Linked DNA regions of Ovis aries: region 1 is linked to region 2. A link is a contact called in public Hi-C data. All regions are on one chromosome and are shown on one strand. The core of a region is the stretch at or near the end of the contact, and the rest is flanking DNA. Distances in the headings are between cores, read along the strand shown. Region 1 overlaps DYRK1A (dual specificity tyrosine phosphorylation regulated kinase 1A). Region 2 holds the start of LOC121818734 (basic proline-rich protein-like).

Evidence for each region. Hi-C and Micro-C count contacts between places; a contact is called where the count stands out from the background.
Region 1: a contact with region 2 is called in a Hi-C map of hypothalamus, with 2.6 times the contacts expected there. The contact joins the enhancer-like site here to the promoter of LOC121818734 in region 2. A contact is called at or near these places in 2 of 16 Hi-C or Micro-C datasets (hypothalamus and skin fibroblasts).

What each region holds. Positions count from the first base shown.
Region 1 is chr1:270,252,781-270,256,177 of ARS-UI_Ramb_v3.0, reverse strand. The region is part of intron 2 of DYRK1A (dual specificity tyrosine phosphorylation regulated kinase 1A); the gene reads right to left. Among named protein-coding and RNA genes, the nearest start is that of DYRK1A, 84 kb to the right of the region's middle. Within about 2 kb of position 1,792, at least 14 of the 54 cell types and tissues checked have an H3K27ac peak or open chromatin away from gene starts, as enhancers often do. A contact at or near this core is called in hypothalamus, where this site is marked.
Region 2 is chr1:270,172,960-270,176,079 of ARS-UI_Ramb_v3.0, reverse strand. LOC121818734 (basic proline-rich protein-like) reads left to right here and starts at 1,810. Exons shown (of 3, transcript XM_042244063.1): 1 at 1,810-1,834; 2 at 2,643-2,978. The coding sequence starts at 1,810. The region is part of intron 1 of DYRK1A (dual specificity tyrosine phosphorylation regulated kinase 1A); the gene reads right to left.

The DNA of each region.
Region 1 (3,397 bases), core at 543-3,042, 80 kb before region 2:
AAAAGTATTATGTACAACATCAGCTCCTGAAAACACGAGGTCATAACCTTAAACATCTGTGTTAAATTTCTCTGCCTCACTTTGAACAGATTCATGACATCAAATGATCTTCATGAGCATCCCAAACAACTACTGAAAGAGGCTTATGCATCACCCTCAAAGAGACCTCGATCACTCAGAGTACAGCAATGAGCAGTCTTCAGCATGTGCCACAGCAGAGGAGACAGTGTAAAAGGCTGCTGAAGGACTCAAATGTGTAAGGGCTGAAAAATATGTTTGGGAAAATTATTTTACATTCAGACATGTACAGTACAAAAAGTGTTTTCAACTTCAAATATAATCACAATGCTAAAAAACTAGATTTAATTTTAACACAGTAAACATTTCTTTTTTTAGTTGAATGACACACCAAAGTAAAAATGTTGATACATGCCAATAACACCACTTCCCACCTATAAAGATCTTTTCCTTTTCCTTTCCTTCTTTAATTAAAAATAATTTTTAATTGAGGTATACTTGACATGCCTCTGGAGAAGGAAAATGGCGACCCACTCCCATATTCTTGCCGGGAAAACCCCAGGGATACAGGAGCCTGGCGGGCTACCGTTCCAGGGTCACAGAGAGTTGAACACGACTGAACAACTAAACGACAAAACTACTTGGCAAACAGCATTTTATTAGTCTGATGATTCGATTCTTTCTCCTTTTATGTCTTTAGGGAAACCACTCTTAAGGTTAAGTAACTCTCAACAATCTAATGCCTAAAATGAGAGGAAGGAACAGTTGCAACACAATTAGAAGTTTATGCTAAACTAAGTGGATCTGGGTTTCTTACAATATCACTGAAGAACACACCTCTTCAGAGGAGCTTAAAATAACAGCCCTTCCCTCCTCCTTCCTCCAGGGGCTGCTGAGAGCCCATCTCCAACCACCCTCGGGCAGTCCTCCGGGGAACTGCCTCCATCGAAGAGCCCCTCTCTCTCCTACCATCAACCACCGCTCCCTTCCAGTTCTGTCCAGCATATAAACAGGCTCTATTTCCTCACTGTTAAAACCCTTCCTGGATTCTTCACTCCCTCTTCATGATCAATCTATCTTCTAACTCTTTCAGTCAACGAATATTTACTGAGCCCCTACTATGCTCTACAGCTAAGCTGTCCAACACGGCAGCCGCTAGTCACAGACGGCTAGTCAGGGCCTGAAATGCAGCTGGGGGGAACCAAGATGGGCTGTAAATGTATAAGATACAAGATTTCAAGGATGGAGCACAGAATAATAGAATGTAAACTATCTGAATAATTTTTAACCTTAACATAATATTTTTCAGATGTATTTGGTAAAATAAAACATTTTACCAAGCTTTACATTAATGTTTCTTTTTTCTATTTTTTTAGATGGTGACTCCTAGAAACTTAAATTACACGACAGGCTTATACTACTGGACAGCACTGTTCTAGATAAAGTCCTCGGCATTAAGGACATAAACATGAAAACAAAGGGCAAAGTCTCTGTCTTCCTAGAGTCTGCATCTGATTGCTGGTGCGGGGAAGGCAGCAGTCCTCAGACAGTAAGTGAACCCCGTAATATCAGAAGAAATGTCAGATTCGTGTTCTGAAGGAAATGAGACAAGGAAATGAAACTGGATGTGGCAGGGAGCTGTGTCTGCTCTCCACTTTCCATCCCTCACACCAGAGGAAAGGCAGCCGCGTTTCCCCCCAGCCCACAGCAGAGTGGCAGCAGCCGCGTGGGGCGCACATCAGTAGTCACACAGCACAGAAAGCACTGGCAGCCAGAACCCAGTCAGAAGGCGCACTATGTCTGCCCAGGCTGGAGCAGACTGGGCTGCCAAGTGCGACCCCGCCCCGCAGGCTGTGCGCCCGCATCCATCTACTCAAGCTGGAGACCAGAGGCCTCACGCTCCCATTTCCACCTCTCATTTCTGCCTATGCACACACAATCCAACTACATTCTAGAACTCTAGCCTCAGGAATGTCTCACAAACTCATGCTTATTGCTTTACTCTTTGTTAAGATCTTATTTCCTCAGCAAGTGCTGGGGGGAAGGGGGATCCTACAGGAGTACCTGCACCTTCTCATCACTGCTGTCAAATCACTTCCTTAAAAAAGGTCCAAGATCAACACCTTGAGACATCAGAGCGCCCAGGTCTCTCATCCTATCTCCCACCACCTCCTCCCTCCGACCCTCCCACTACACATCCTTCCTCTGAGTTGTACCAACAGTGTCTGAGCAGGAGTGGGCCCTCTGTCTGGAGTTCTCTCTTTTCTCCTCTTTCCTGCTTCTTGAGGAACTCTTGAGGGGTTCCCTGGTGGCTCCGCTGGTAAAGAATCTGCCTGCAGTGCAGGAGACCTGGGTTCGATCCCTGGGTTGGGAAGGTCCCCTGGAGAAGGGAATGGCAACCCACTCCAGTATTCTGGCCTAGAGAATTGGGGTTGCAAAGAAGCGGACACGACTGGACGACTTCCACTTGAAATCTTGAACTCAGCCTTCAAACCCCGGTCTCACGTCACCTGCTCTTAGGAATGTCCCCAGAGCCTTGCAGCGAGCCACACCAGTTCTCTACTCTGCTATGGGCACTGCAAGCATGGTCCATGCAGGAGCACCAACGGGTCCTTACAATCAGCACCCTTGAGGGAGTACTGGTCTTTTCTGTTCACAGATTCTCATAAACACGACAATGCCAAGGTTTACAGAAGACACTTAATAAGTGAATGAGTGCAGGAAGCTAAGAGACCCAGGAACCCCCTGCCCACAGCCCTCCAGGGTGGACGAGGGGCTCCTCATGAGCCGTCCTCCCACTCTTCACTGCATCAGAACTACTCCTGTGCGCATCGCTGGACCACGAGGCCAGACTGTCTCTCTCACTCACCTCGTTCACGCCAGCACAAAGGCACTCAGTAAGTATGCCACTCAGTGAGCGAGTGGATGAACGAACATTAACAGACATCAAGCTCCCAACCTCAGTTTACAGAGGGGCCACCTGCAACCCAGAGTTGTACCGACTTGTCCAGAAAGGTCAGAGGCAAAATCAAGCCTGGAACAATCTCCTGTCTGAAACCCCAGGACAGGCCATCTTCTCCTGATAAGAAGGCCCTGACATAAGCGTCTGTCGCTTTCTGGTCACTTGGTCTCTGGACACCCACCACAGTCTGCGGGACTCACAGAAGACAAAGAAACCCACGCTCCTACCATAAAAGTCGAACAGCAACAGAACTTGGCCCCTCCTCATTCCCTGTTAACTGGGGTTCTGCTAGGGACCCCAGTTTGAACGGTCCCTCCTGGAGGCGCAGGGACTGTGACGGCACTGCCAGTGGGGAGGGGACAGACTGGGAGGTGCCAGGAATGCCATCCTAACCAAACCAGACTGTGGCCTGATCAG
Region 2 (3,120 bases), core at 561-3,060:
AACCTCCCCTCCCCAAAATTTTATTCCAAAACTGTGCCAGCTTTGGGTTATGAATTATCATAATTTCTCTAACCATCAAAACATTGCCCAGTGGCCAAAATAATACATAGTAAGAAGTCTTTTAAAAAGCCTAACCACTGAGTATATGTAAGGTGCTCATACAAAAGTAATCAAGTCACAAGTTTCACTTTGGGCAATGTTAGTGTGTTAGTGTCAAGTTTCAGGGGCCCATGTTTGATAGTTTCAAGAAGTATCTTTACTTCTAAAGAGAAAATACACACAAGTATCTGGAGGTAAAACCACCAAAAAACTCAACAGAACTAGCGATTCTTAGCTCACAGTTTAAATTACTGATAGGAATACAACAAAATTCTAAGACTAGTAGAATTTTGGGGAGAGAAGAGTCAATCTCTTCATAAACACTCTGGAAGTTTGGGGGTTCTGTTGAGTTCACATGTTTAAAGTCTTTTCTCAGGCGGATGAAAAGAGAAACTGCTTGGGTGTGGGGGTGTGGGTGTAAGAATTGTGAAAGTTCTTTGAAACAAGAGAAAGCAAATGCTAAAGCAAAGAAAATTTGACACACACCTTATGACAAAGAAGAAAGTTACGAATGAAGTCCCTCTTCTGTTTAGCTAGTTTTTAACAGCATGCATAAGGCAATTCTCTTCTCACTCACAATAAAGTTATTTCCATTCAAATTTTCTCCCCATGACTGTATAGCTGCCAACCATAAACACACACGTGAAAACATCCCTGAGTATCCCAAACTTCTAAGCTATTTCTTTTGCTTGTTTTTGTTTTCAGGTAGTACCCAAGATTCCATATAAATCAGCATCTCCTTTCTTTGTATAGTTTCAAAACAAAATGTATGCCAAAGGTCACACCAGTCATGCATTATAACAAGTTATCTTCAATTTAGCTTTTACAGATAATCGTGGGGCTATAAAAACCTATGTAAATTCTTTAAATACCAGCTGCTGCACTTACCACTCCCCACTCCCACATCTCTAAACCATAAACACAAAAACTCCCCATAAATAAAACTCAGGGGCAGACATCAGACAATATTTTAGTGGGGGAAAAAATTCTAATCCAAGGTTGTGTTTGCCTTTTTTTTTTTAATCTACATTCCCAAACAAGACACTGCATTACAATGGAATATTTTCATTTATTTTGAATGTTGGCGACCTTAAAAGGCTGGACTAAATGTCTGAATCCCTAGGACACAGTTATGTATGTGTGTGACATTTCCAGTAAGTCCCACCAAAACATCTTTAAAAGAAATTTAAGATCCTAAATTTAAACCTAAATTCCATATTCTGAACAAAAACAAAGATCTCACTAGATTTCACAGTCTATCTCCCACCCCTACCAATAATGACCATTCACTTCACTCAATTCTACTCAAACCCTTAATCTTTTTTAGATTTCAAAGCAAAGCCTCCACCAGAAAGAGAAGAGATTCTTCTTTCTAGGAGACTTAATTTCTGAGCTTATGCCTCTTAGAAGTTTCTGTACTCAGTTTTACAATTTGGTGTAGACACCGACAGAACTCCTTAACATTTTGGCAAGGTTTGAAGTCTAAATGAATTTGGACAGCCACCATAAGCAAATCCTCCAAAACCAATGGGGTACTTTAAGTGTAAGTCCAACGTCTATTAAAAATCTTAACACAACTTGAGTAAACTTTTTTTATAACTGTTTCCTTTAAACTATCTTCTTCAGTTTAAAATCTTACCACATGAAATTTTAGTTCTAGTCTCATATTTATATCAGAAAAAAAAATTATCCTTAAAGTAACTAATCAAGATGTGGGAAATTTACAAAGCTAAAGGTAACTCCACTGAATTATTTAAAAGCCCCCCAAATCAAAGTATTAGTATATCCATTATTAAATACTTAGTATATGTAATGTGTAAGGACTCCCAGGGAAAATCTAAGTATCCAAAGATAAAAAATAACCAAAAATAACTTTGCACAAAACTTGCTTATGACTCATCAATACTTAAGTGATGACTATAATTAAGTGTGAGGAACCAAACAGCAGAACAGACTACTTTTTAATTCCTTCCATTCAAAAAGTGTCTACACAGTTTTCTTCAGAGTTGGGGGGTGGGGGGAAGCTAACAAATTAGTTTCATTAAGAGGGCCTCGCTTCATTCTCTCCTTTCTGCTTCTGCAAACCACAAAAGTTAATTCCACGCCAACACTATAGGTGGATACAACCCTAAATCATTACAACCAAATAACTCCAAAATGTGCCAGTACTTCTAATAACGAGTTGTAAGTTCGAGATTAAGAGCCCCGGCTGGCTGGACTCCCGGCTTCAGGAGTCCCAGCTGTGTGACCTTGGACGAGTCACCGCTCAGTCTCCTCATCTGTGAAATGGGTAACAGTTTCTACCTGGAGGTTAAGAGAGTTATTAATACACGGTCCTAATCTTTTAACTCGAGAGCGAAAACAATGTTATAAAGGGTGTATTTCCTGACAACCTGGGCCGAATTCAACTAACAAATGGCGCTGGCGCTCAAGTACTGCACCTAGATTACCAAGATTCACATCATCCAGGGGTTTTGGACGACAGACTCAGCCTAAGTCGTCGGAATCACTCACTAATTCTGCCCCATTTTTAACTATTTCAGACCAGGGAAGGGGGCCGGGGGGAGGCCTTTCCGCCCAGCGTGAAGCTTCTTCAGCCAGCCCCGGCGGATCTAAGTCTATGAATAAGACTCCAACGAGTTTTGTTGCCTACACCCAGGTCTCGATTATTAATTTACGCATCCGCGGCCCTCTGGCACCCTCCGAGGGCTGTGCTAAGCGGGTCACCAGCCCTCCGACGTCGAGCGGCCGGGCTCTCACGCGCACAACTTCCGAGCAGGCCGAGGGCCCGGGCTCCGCGAGCACGCAGCCCGGAGAGCCGCGCGGGGGGGACCCGGCTCCCCGACCTTCCCCTGCGCCTCGCCCGGCGGCCGGGGGCAGCCCGTCTCCCCTGTAACCCGTGGCATTGTCCTTGCGGAGGACCGTGGCCGCTGTTCCCACACTGGTGGGGACCGAGAGGAGGGACGAGGGAGGAGCTGGGGGAAGAGGATGAGGAGGAAGAGGAGGAGGAGGAAGACACCC